Regions from separate parts of the Cricetulus griseus genome. Here region 1 is linked to region 2. The links are chromatin contacts, called in public Micro-C maps. All regions are on one chromosome and are shown on one strand. Each heading gives the region's core, a stretch centred on a gene start, on an enhancer-like site or on the middle of the called end of the contact. The rest is flanking DNA. Distances are from core to core; before and after follow the strand shown. Region 1 holds the start of P4hb (prolyl 4-hydroxylase subunit beta). Region 2 has its middle 18 kb from the start of Slc25a10.

Region 1 (5,211 bases), core at 1,109-3,608, 60 kb before region 2:
TTTCTTTCCTTTCCCACTACTTGTTTGTATTTTACTCTGTGCCCTGCAGGTAAGTTGTCTTTAAACTATCATACCCAACCCTGCCCCACAACTCTGTTCCCTTCCATAGACAAAACATCCCACCCCTAGTATTTGCAACCAAAACCATGATACTTTTTAATTTTGGGGGGACAAGGTCTCAAGTAACCCATGCTGTCCTTTAGCTCCTGGTACTCACCAGGGTAGTTGAACATACATGTAATCCCAGCAGCTTGGAGGCAGAGGCAGTAGGATTGCTGAAAGTTCAGGGCCTCACTGGTCTACACAGTGAGTTTGAATGCAATAGGACTAGGGGGTGGGGGTGGGGGGCAGGCCTTAAAAACAAAACAATTTATCCATCTGCCTCTCTCTCTCTCATGCTTGGATTACAAGGGAAAACTACCAGCCAGCCGACTTCCTAAACTCTTTGTCTTGGCTCCAAATCATGGTTGTTAGGCAACCACAAAAACAGTGGAAGATGGTGCAGCTGACCTGAAGCAATCTCTGCCCCGTACCAAGGAGCAGGAATGTGCACAGGTACTTAGTTAGGCAGAGGAGCAGGAATGTGCACAGGTACTTAGTTAGGCAGAGAAAGGGACAAGCACCTAGCCCAGCTGCTGCTGGACTGGGGAGAAGAGGGCGTCCTCAGAGTGCTCTTCAAGGGCACATTTGCTCATAGCCCTCCTAGGCCTGTAAAGTCACCGGCACAGGATGCAGCGGCTGGAGCACAGGGGACTTGGTCTTTAAGGTAGGAAACTCTAAGAGGAGTCCCATGTAGGAAAGGTGACACATGCCCTCATTTACAGTGTCTCGGAAGAAGCTATCAAAACCCAAAGGCACATTTCGGTCTCCACCGTTTCTGAGAGTAGTATATTATTAGATTATTAGTCACGGCATATACTTAATATGGATATGGGAGTGGTTCCCTTTCCTAATGACCCTTCACTATCAGGATTGTTTTTATAGTAAGAAGTGCAAAAAGCTGGGCGGTGGTGGTGGCGCACACCTTTAATCCCAGCACTCGGGAGGCAGAGGCAGGTGGATCTCTGAGTTCGACGCCAGCCCGGTCTCCAGAGGGAGTGCCAGGCCAGCCAGGGCTGTTACAGAGAAACCCTGTCTGTCTAGAAACAGGAAGGAAGGAAGGAAGGAAGGAAGGAAGGAAGGAAGGAAGGAAGGGGCAAAACCGAGAGGATGCTAGATGGGAGCGAGTAGAACACTCGGGGTACTCGGGGTGTGTGTGTGTGTGCGCGCGCACAAGTCTGGTGACAGGCGTCGGGCAGTAAGGAAGGAGAAGGGTGCACACAACTGCAACCACAGCACTCGGCAGGCTGGGGCAGAGCTTGGAAAGCATCCATCGCTTCAAGTTCGAGGCCAGTAGGAGTTGCAAGCAAGTCGGGGCAAGAGAGACCCAAACCCAAAAGGAGACGGGGAGTAACGATTACTCTGGACTAAGTCGCGATTAAGATGTGAGTCTCGTACGTGACCTAAAGGCTGGTTTCACAGACGCCAAACTTTCCATTGTTCAGCCCAAACCAACACACAGCCGCCGTTTCCACGCGCAGTCAACCCAGTCTGGCGAGGGGCTTTCTCCATTGCCGCGGACGGAGCCTCGGACCGCTCCGCGCCGGGAAACGTGCCCGCGGCCTGCGGGGACGCCCACTGGCGGGCGACAAGGGACCCCGCGCCCGGGCAGGAGCCGCACGGGCCGCACGCAGACAGGAAATTGCGCCACCTGGCTCTGGCTTCCGGGCGGCGTCGCGGGGGCGGGGCCAGTACGGAAACGCGGTCCAGTCAGAATGCAACACGAGGGGCTTCGGGGGCGCAGGCGCAGCTCCACCCAGGGGCCCGGGACTCCGCCCCCTGCCACGTTCGACGAAGAACCGCGCAGGGTGCGCGCATCTCTCGGCCAATCAGGAGCCGCCGGGCCGGGCCGTGGCCAGCGGCGGCCCCTCCGGGCGTGGGGAAGGCGTGGGAAAAGTCGCCAGTCACAAGTCCAGAAAGAGAAAGTTCGCCTCGGCCAGCCAATCAGAGGCTGGGGAACGCGGCGTGTGAGCGCGCGCGCGCGCGCTGCGGGCCAATCCCGGGCGAGGACGGCAGGGCCTCCGGGTCCTTCCGGGCTCCGCGGCCCGCCTCGAGTGGGTGTCCAGTCCTCGCGCGGAGAGGGTGGGCCTCTCAGCGCCTCGGCCAATCAGACGGCGGGGCGGCGCGCGTGCGCGCGGCGGCTGGCGCGCGCGGCGAGGGGGCGGTGTGGGCGCGTCCCCGGCCCAGGATTTATAAAGGCGAGGTCCGGACCCAGGCGCGCTCTCGTCGCCTTGGCTGTCCCGGCGGCGCCAACCCAACCGCCCCGCCCGCTGCCGACGTCCGACATGCTGAGCCGTTCCCTGCTGTGCCTGGCCCTGGCCTGGGTGGCCAGGGTGGGCGCCGACGCCCCGGAGGAGGAGGACAACGTCCTGGTGCTGAAGAAGAGCAACTTCAAGGAGGCGCTGGCGGCACACAACTACCTGCTGGTGGAGTTCTGTGAGTGAGCCGCGGGCCGGGGCGGGCAGGGCCCCGGGCCCCGACCGCAGCTCAGGCCGCCCTCCGCGGCGCCCAGCGCTGCCCTGTGCGCCCGGCCGCTCTCGGTGCAGTGGCCCGGAGATCCCGGCTTGCCCCGCGGAGCTCAGGCTGGCGGGTCCCCGGCTGCTGCTCTCCGGGAGCACCCTCTGTCAGCTTGGCTTCTTGTAGCCGCCCAGAGAGCATCCTTCTACCTAAAGTGGAAATCGCTGTGTCCAGGGCTCCTGGAGGATGACTGAGAGGCCGAGAGGCAGGAAGGTGTCTTTATGCCCGACGTCCACATGGCCCGATCCTTGTTAGCTGGGAAAAAACAGGATGGGCTGTGTGTGCAGTAGCAATTCCGATAGAACAGGTCCAGCCCCATTAACTGTGCCCACCCTGCGTGTAACCTGCCTCATCCTCCTCACTGGGAAGCAGGCCAGGTCCTAAGCCTTACTTCTGTTTACAAGTATGTGAACTCCAGCACAGCTGCCAAGCTGCCTTGACAGATTGTCACATTTTCACACCAGAAAGAGTAGCTTCGGATAGGCATCTGGGCTCGTTCTTGCTAGGTATAGTGCTGAGCCAGCAACCTTTTAACCTTCCCTGGATTCTTAATGGGAAATCTTAGGGATACATTGACCCTGATTGCTGGGGGCAGTGGGAGGTTACAAGTCAGGACTGTTTTGCTGTGTTGGTGGTCACAGGGCAAAGTAGGGTTGGAGTTGGTTTGTCACTCGTGGCCTCTGTCCTGATCTGATATTGCCCAAGAGCACCAGCTATCAGCTCGGTCTCAGGTATTCGTTAAGAGGGGTTATCTTGGTGTGCTGATAAGGTTTTTATGAAAGGAAGTACAAAGTAGAAAGGGAAGCCATAGACCTGGGTCAAGGACTGTCTTCCAGTGTCCTGCTTTCTTTTTCAGATGCCCCATGGTGTGGCCACTGCAAAGCTCTGGCCCCCGAATATGCCAAAGCTGCTGCAAAGCTGAAGGCCGAAGGCTCTGAGATTCGACTGGCCAAGGTGGACGCCACCGAAGAGTCTGACCTGGCTCAGCAGTATGGCGTCCGTGGCTACCCTACAATCAAGTTCTTCAAGAATGGAGACACAGAGTCCCCTAAGGAGTATACAGGTGTGACCCTAGCTCTGCCCTTTAACGATTGTGTGGGCTTTGGTAGCTAAGCAGATGTGTGTCTGAGAGGTAGGGCACCTTTGAGAGGCTTCCAGAGGACCCTGGTGGCAGATGGGCTCCACACCAACTCTTGCATCTGGGGACCATGGAAAGAAAGTTCCCTTTTTGGAGTACCTGACAGGAAGAATGTCATGTCTGTGATGACCTCCAGAGGAGCCTGTTGGCTGAGGTTTATCTGGGCATTGACCAATGAGGGAAAGGAGGCAAGTGCTCCTCTGACTAACTATACGGGGCTCTGAACTATTGGTGCTTACAGAAACGTAGCTACTTCCAGATAGAGTGGGCGTGGCACTTGGGTGACTTTGTAAGTGTCACTCATAGTGTGCTAATACCAGGCCAAGAATTCATGATTCTCACTACACTTTTCCCTTTGGGACCCTTTCACAGTCACAGCACCTAGTTGTTGGTGACAGCAAATCCAAGCTTCCAGCTGTCACCCAACCACTGCTAAGGCAATTTTCATGGAGGCTGGACCTTGATGTAGGCAAATCATTTAGTTACTACTAGCAAAAGAAGATTTGGGTCTCCAAAACCAGTTTCATATAATAGCCATTCAAGACACAGGATGGACGGCTTGAAACCAGCTTATCCCAGGTTTATAAAATATCTTCTTAAGCAGTCTTATACTGTTTGGTGTCAGCCACTCTAGTGACCTCCCTTGAATATCTGTAGTCTCTACTTTTTACGTGAGTTCACTCTTGGAGTAAAAAGTTCCTAGTCCATAACTTTATGCGTTGGCTCATGCCTATGGCCAGCACCAGGGAGGCAGAGGCAGAGGCAGAGGCAGAGGCATGAGTATCTTGCAAGTTTAAGGCCAGCCTAGTGTGGGTTCCAAGCCATCCAGGTCTACAGAGTAAGACCTTATTAGAAAAGTATCTGGCTCAGTTGGTAGAGTTCTTGCCTAGCATTTATGAATAACTTGGTACAGTCCCTACCACTGAGTAAACTGGGCATGGTGACGATTTGTTTACCAGTTTTTGGTGTTTTTCTTTTTTGTTTTTTGATACAGAAAAACATCTGTCTCTGTATAGCTTTGGAGCCTGGCTGGCCTCTAACTCAGAGATCGGCCTGCCCCTGCCTCCCAAGTGCTGGGATTAAAGGCGTGCACCACCATTGCCTGGCTTGTTTTTGTTTTTTGTTTGTGTGCACTTGCAAATGCTCCTGAAACTTAGTATATATGTCTGTTTTTTGCGTTCTGTGCCAGAAGAGGATGTCAGATCACCTAGAACTGGATTTATAGGCAGTTGTAGATCGCCATTGTGGGTGCTGACAACCGTACCCAACCATACCCATGTCCTCTTGAAGAACAGCAAGTGTTCTTTTTGTTTCTTTTGTTATTGTTTTTTTTTTTTTTTTTCTTTTTCTTTTTCTTTTTGTTTTTTTGAGACAGGGTTTCTTTGTGTATCCTTGGCTATTCTGGAACTCAGAGATCTGGGATCCCAAGTGCTGGGATTAAAGGTGTGAGCCTCTGC
Region 2 (5,591 bases), core at 1,989-4,488:
AAGCCTGCTGGTCTTGCCGCAGGCCTGGGAGGAGTCTGTCCAACAGCAGGTTGAATCCAGGCTTTTGGCAAGCCCACAGAGCCCGTGCGTACACACACACACACACACACACACACACACACACACACACACACAGGCCTCTTTTCTGGCCACAGCCAGTCCTATTAGCTAGAGACAGATTTAAAGGCTCCTCAGGGAAAGTGTCCTCCCAGATGGCCCTTCAGCTGGGCAGGCACCCAGGCCCTGCTGGCCAACTGGCACCTAGACCAGCTGAAGAGAACAGAAACACAGTAGTGCAGATGCCTCCCAGGCCTGCCCTTCCCGTCACAGAAGGCTCTGAGCTCCCTGGCACCTGGAGCTGGCAGCTTATTCTGGTGTATCTGTATGTGCAAGTCTGTGTCTCTTTGCATTTGTGCTATTTGTGTGTGTGTGCGTGCCTGTGGGTGTATGTCTCGGAGCTGTTTAGTGATGGAGTGTGGCAGGCTGACCTGAGATGCTGTTGTCCAGAAGCCTGGGTGTAGGCAAGGGGACTAGAAGGTCTAAATGCGATTCAGTTAACTGTCTGTGAAAGGCAGCAAAGCTGTTTCATCCGTGTCCTGAAGCTAAGGCCTAGCCCCTACCTCATATTCAGCCCGTGCCAGAACACAGCCTAAAGGGCCAGGAACCCCAAGATAGAAGCCTAACCCTGTGACTGCTGGACTGTCTCCCTTCCCCCATATAGGCATCATCTGGGGCTCCTAGACTGTCTCAGACAGTGCCACTTCCTGAAATCTACCCAGCCTGTGAGGCTCCAGGGGCCACTCCAACATCTCAGCTCCCCTGGGGACAGGCCTGTGTGACTTCCCGTACTTCTACCCCTGAAGTCTTCCCAGAGCTTCACAGTGACAGGAAAGGTCACTGTCCTTCTCCCTGCTGGACAGAGATCAAATAACTGACTCCTGACTCAAAACCCTCAGCTCAGATGGGGTAGGTAGATGGGGCCCATGTCCTTGTGTTGGACTTGTCATGGGCAGGAGGCTAGAATCCCCACAGATGGGGTCCCTAAAGGCCTGTAGGCCGGAAGTGATCTGTCCAGAGTGGTTGCAGAAGGTTCTTGCACAGCTTTCAGAAAGCAGGGCTGTACCAAGCAAGCGAGGTCCTCGTGGCCTCTGCCTGGAACCAGATGGATCTACAACAGTTGTTGGGAGAGCCATACAGGGCGCATTGGAAGAGCAGGACCATCACGCTGGGCTGTGGGTGGCACACACCTTTAAGCTAGGCTGTCCTGGAGCTCACTCTGGAGACAAGGCTGATCTCAAACTCACAGAGATCCACCTGCCTCTGCCTCCCGAGTACTGGGATAAAAGCCGTGTGCCACCACTGCCCGGCATATTATATTTTAAATATCTTTGAAAAAAAAAACTTTAGCCAAGGTGGTGGTGCACACCTATAGTCCCACCAGAGGCAGGCAGATCTCTGTGAATTCTGGTCTCTGTAGGCCAACCTGGTCTACAAAGCACATTGCAGGACAGGCTCCAAAGCTACACAGAGAAACCCTGTTTTGAAAAACCAAACAAAAAATACAATATTTGTATTAATTCTTTTAAAATTTCATGTAATGGGGCTGGAGAGATGGCTCAGCAGATAACAGCACTGCCTGATCTTCCAGAGTTCCTAAGCTTGATTCCCAGCACCCACATGGTGGCTCACAACCATCTGTAATGAGATCTGGTGCCCTCTTCTGGCCTGAAGGCAGACGTGCAGGCAGAACACTGTTTACATGATAAATAAATAAATCCTTAAAAAAAAAAAAGGTTGGAAAGAAACAAGCCTTCAAGCCGGGCGTTGGTGGCACACACCTTTAATCCCAGCACTCGGGAGGCAGAGGCAGGTGGATCTGTGTGAGTTCGAGGCCAGCCTGGTCTCCAGAGTGAGTGCCAGGACAGTTTCCAAAGCTACACAGAGAAACCCTGTAAACAAATAAATAAATAATTGGCCGGAAGGAGAAATTTTCCCAGTACTAAGTGACACGAGGTAGGCTTCAGAAAAGCTTTGTTGGGGGGCCCTGGCTCCCTCTTCTCCCTCTTTGGCCACCTCGGTGTGTCAGCTTCCTCCTTGGACTACTGCAGCAGTCATTTTGTCTGTCTTTGCCTGCTGCCCTACCTCAGAGAGAGTTTCCCTCCCCCACGTTGCCCAAAGTTAGACCAGTTGAGGTCACACACCCTTCTGCTGATTCAATTAGGCTGGGAAATCCCAGGGACTGTTGGGCAGGGGGAAGAGGAAGTGGGTGATCCCAGGAAGCCCAGCTGTGGGGACCGAATGTGCAAACACAAGCCCTCCAAAGTGTCTTGCCGGGGATGGGGGTGGATCCTGGGGACTCTTCCAGGAGGTCCCCAGGCTGTACTGGAGGAAATGTGGGAAGACCCCGGGGGGGGGGGGGGGAAGGGGAGAGGGGGGACGTGTTGTTCTGGGTGCTGTTCCCTGGACATCTCTGCCCTGGGGAAGGAAGGGGGCGCTGCAGGGGGTCCTAGTAGATGTTCAGCCCTCTGGAAACATGTAATAGGTCCAGGAGGGGGCCTGCAGTGAGGACACTCTGGTAATAGGTCCAGGAGGGGGCCTGCAGTGAGGACACTCTGGGCTTCGACAGGAGAGGCTGAGCCTGTCTTCAGCTAAGCCTGGCTAGGGGTCTGGGTGGAACTCACACCCCTATTACTAAGGAGGCACAGGGCACCCTGTGCCAGGCAGCACTCACCCCCCCCCCGGGATGCCCCGCTGAGTGGACTGGGAAGATCCATCACCATGGCCCATCTGATGCCAGCCCAGTGAGCCGGCCACCCACCCCGCAGCCTGAGTTCCAGATCCCAGGAGCAGCCAGGCCCACCCTGGTCTGCTGGTCCCTCCCCAAGTATGTGTGCCCGGGGCAGTTTTTGTTTTTCTTTGTAGACTGTTCAATTCTATAGCCCTGGCCACCTAACACTTACTATGTTCAGGTCCCCAGTTGCCCCAACGTTTTGCTCTTTTGCGTTTCCACCCTGCTAATGCTCCCAGACAATCCTAGGAGACACACTTTGCCAGCTCTCCAGCTTTGGCCGGATCCTCCCTCCACCTGTAAGGGCTGTGCTGGGCCAGCACAGGCCCAGCGCTGAGTCCCATCCCGGGGCTGGGCTCCCGCTTCAGGCTGGACCCTGGACTGCCACGTCCACTCCCGGGCCTTGCGAGCATGGCACCTCAGAGTCTAGGCCGCACCTCCATCTGCCTGAGCCACACCCTTTCTGGGTCTACCTACTCATCCACCCCGACCAGTCCGGTTCCAACCACAGCCCACAGGCCGGTCAGTCGGCGCTACGTGGCTGCCACCCAGAGGCCACTGCGGGAGTTACGTGCTGTCCCTAAACTCAGGCGGCTACACTGCCTGCTGCCGGGACACCAGGGATTGTCCTCGGCCGTCCCCATCCAGCTTTGACACAGCCACGAAACATGTAATTAAAGGATTATTTTTTTACGTAGTCTTGATTTTTTTTATTTATTATGTATACAACATTTTGCTTCCATGTATATCTGCACACCAGAAGAGGGCACCAGATCTCATAACGGATGGTTGTGAGCCACCATGTGGCTGCTGGGAATTGAACTCAGGACCTCTGGAAGACCAGCCAGTGCTCTTAACCTCTGAGCCATCTCTCCAGCCTTGGGAATTTTTTAAATTAGTGATATATGTGGGAGGGCACAGCCCATTGTGGGTGGTGCCACCCGTGGGCACCTGCGGTGTATAAGGAAGTATCGAGCAATCCGATAGACCCATTGCTCTGTGGCTTCTGCTTCAGTCCTGCCTCCAGGTTCCTGCCTTTAGTTTCTTCTCTGACTTTCTCAATGATGGACTGTGACCTGAGAGTTGTCAGCTGAAAGAAACCTTTTCCTCCCCGTATTGCCTTTGCTCATGGTGTCCACAAAGGTGGTAGAAACTGCAACTAAGACAGTTGCTGAGTCACCATGCTAGTATGCAGCTCCAGATATCACCAGGCTGACACTAACCAGGAGCCAGGGCCAGAGGGGCCGCAGCCAGATTCCCCAGTAGCCCCTTCATGCACACTGCCTTAGGCTGTCCTGTAGCCCAGGCTGGTTTCCAATTCACTACGGGGCATCAGCCTTCTAATCCTCTTGCCTTGGCCTCTGGTTTAGGGATTACAGGCAAGCACTGCACCTAGCTCTAGGCCACAGTGGGGCAGGAGGAAGTCCCCCCTACTCTAATCCTCTTGCTAGAGTGTCAAGGAAGTAGTTGTTTTCCTGTGTTTCTGCCTCCCTGACTTCCATACATGGACGTAACTGAAAACACAGCCACCCTTCTTCCTTTCTTCCTTCCTCAGCCTTTCTCTACCTTCAGAGCATGCTGTCTCATTTGGCCAATCCTTGCCTGCATCTAGACTCCAAGTGAAAACAACTAAGGGCTTCAGGTTGTCCAGGCTTGACCTTTGACAACCTGCAGCGATGGGACAAAGGGCAGGTTGGGTTGCTTCTATTCACCTCTTGTCACCTAGGAAGGATCAGAAGGGGGCGGTGTGAGGTTGAATCAGTGGCAGCTGAGGACAGACTCAGAGTTACTTGTCCAGCTCAGAGTGGGAGGTGGAGGCGTTCACAGGGACCACAGAGGAAATAGGCCAAGACTGGAATAGTCAGGGAGCAAAGACCCTCAGTGAAGACCAAAAGCTCCAGAAAAGGACTCTGCCAGGGAAATTCTTCACCGGAGGCAGGAAATGCATCCCCAGACATCTACCGGCAAGGCAGGGCCTACCTCACAGATCCAAAGGGAAACCTGGGGACTGCAGAGATGGCTCAGTGATTAAGGACACCTTTTTCCCAAAGGATCTGGGTTCAGTTTCTACCTCCTACATGTCTGTAGTTCCAGTCCCAGAGAATTCAACCCCTTTTCTGGTCTCCACTGGCACCAGGCATGCACAAGGTACACAGACAGATAGACATGCAGGCAAAACATGTTTTACATACATAAAATAAATACATTTAAGAAAAAAAAAGTGAGAGGCCAGGCATAGTGGCACACACCTTTAATCCTAGTACTTGGGAGGCAGAGACAGCTAGATCTCTGTAAACTCAAGGTCAGCCTGGTCTGTATGGTGAGGTCCAGGTCAGTTAGGGCTACACAGAAGAGAGTCAAAAGCAGTACAGAAGAAACTCAGCACAGGCTGAACTTCAGGCTCTCAGGATCACAAGTACCGTTACAGAGTCCATGCTGGTACCCTGGCCATCCTCAGCTTTTCTCACCCTGCCCCCTGCTCTAAGCTTCTCCAGGCTTCTCTCCCGAAGTTTCTCATTCCTATACAGCCCTGATGCTGTCTTGGTCCCTCTCTCTCACCCTTCTCTCTTGGTCTCCTTCTCCAAATTCTCTGAGTTCCTCTATCTTCTCATGACCAGACCCAGTCTGCCGGCCGCGTTCTGTCTACTGCCTTCTCTCCCTTCTCTGTCTCTCCCGGATGCCTCTGGCAATGCTCTCCCAGACATCTACAATAAAAACATTCCAACCTCAACCATACCTTGAAGCAGCCAAAAAGTTTAAAAAGAAAGAAAGAAAGAAAGAAAGAAAGGAAAGCTGCTTTTTG

What was found. Hi-C and Micro-C count contacts between places; a contact is called where the count stands out from the background.
Region 1: a contact with region 2 is called in a Micro-C map of the CHO-K1 cell line, with 2.9 times the contacts expected there. The contact joins the promoter of P4hb here to the enhancer-like site in region 2. A contact is called at or near these places in 3 of 8 Hi-C or Micro-C datasets (the CHK-Q cell line, the CHO-K1 cell line and liver).

What each region holds. Positions count from the first base shown.
Region 1 is chr7:133,059,016-133,064,226 of CriGri-PICRH-1.0, reverse strand. P4hb (prolyl 4-hydroxylase subunit beta) reads left to right here and starts at 2,358. Exons shown (of 11, transcript NM_001246693.2): 1 at 2,358-2,535; 2 at 3,473-3,679. The coding sequence starts at 2,385.
Region 2 is chr7:132,999,683-133,005,273 of CriGri-PICRH-1.0, reverse strand. No RefSeq gene overlaps it. Among named protein-coding and RNA genes, the nearest start is that of Slc25a10, 18 kb to the right of the region's middle. Within about 2 kb of position 3,238, at least 2 of the 6 cell types and tissues checked have open chromatin away from gene starts, as enhancers often do. A contact at or near this core is called in the CHO-K1 cell line, where this site is marked.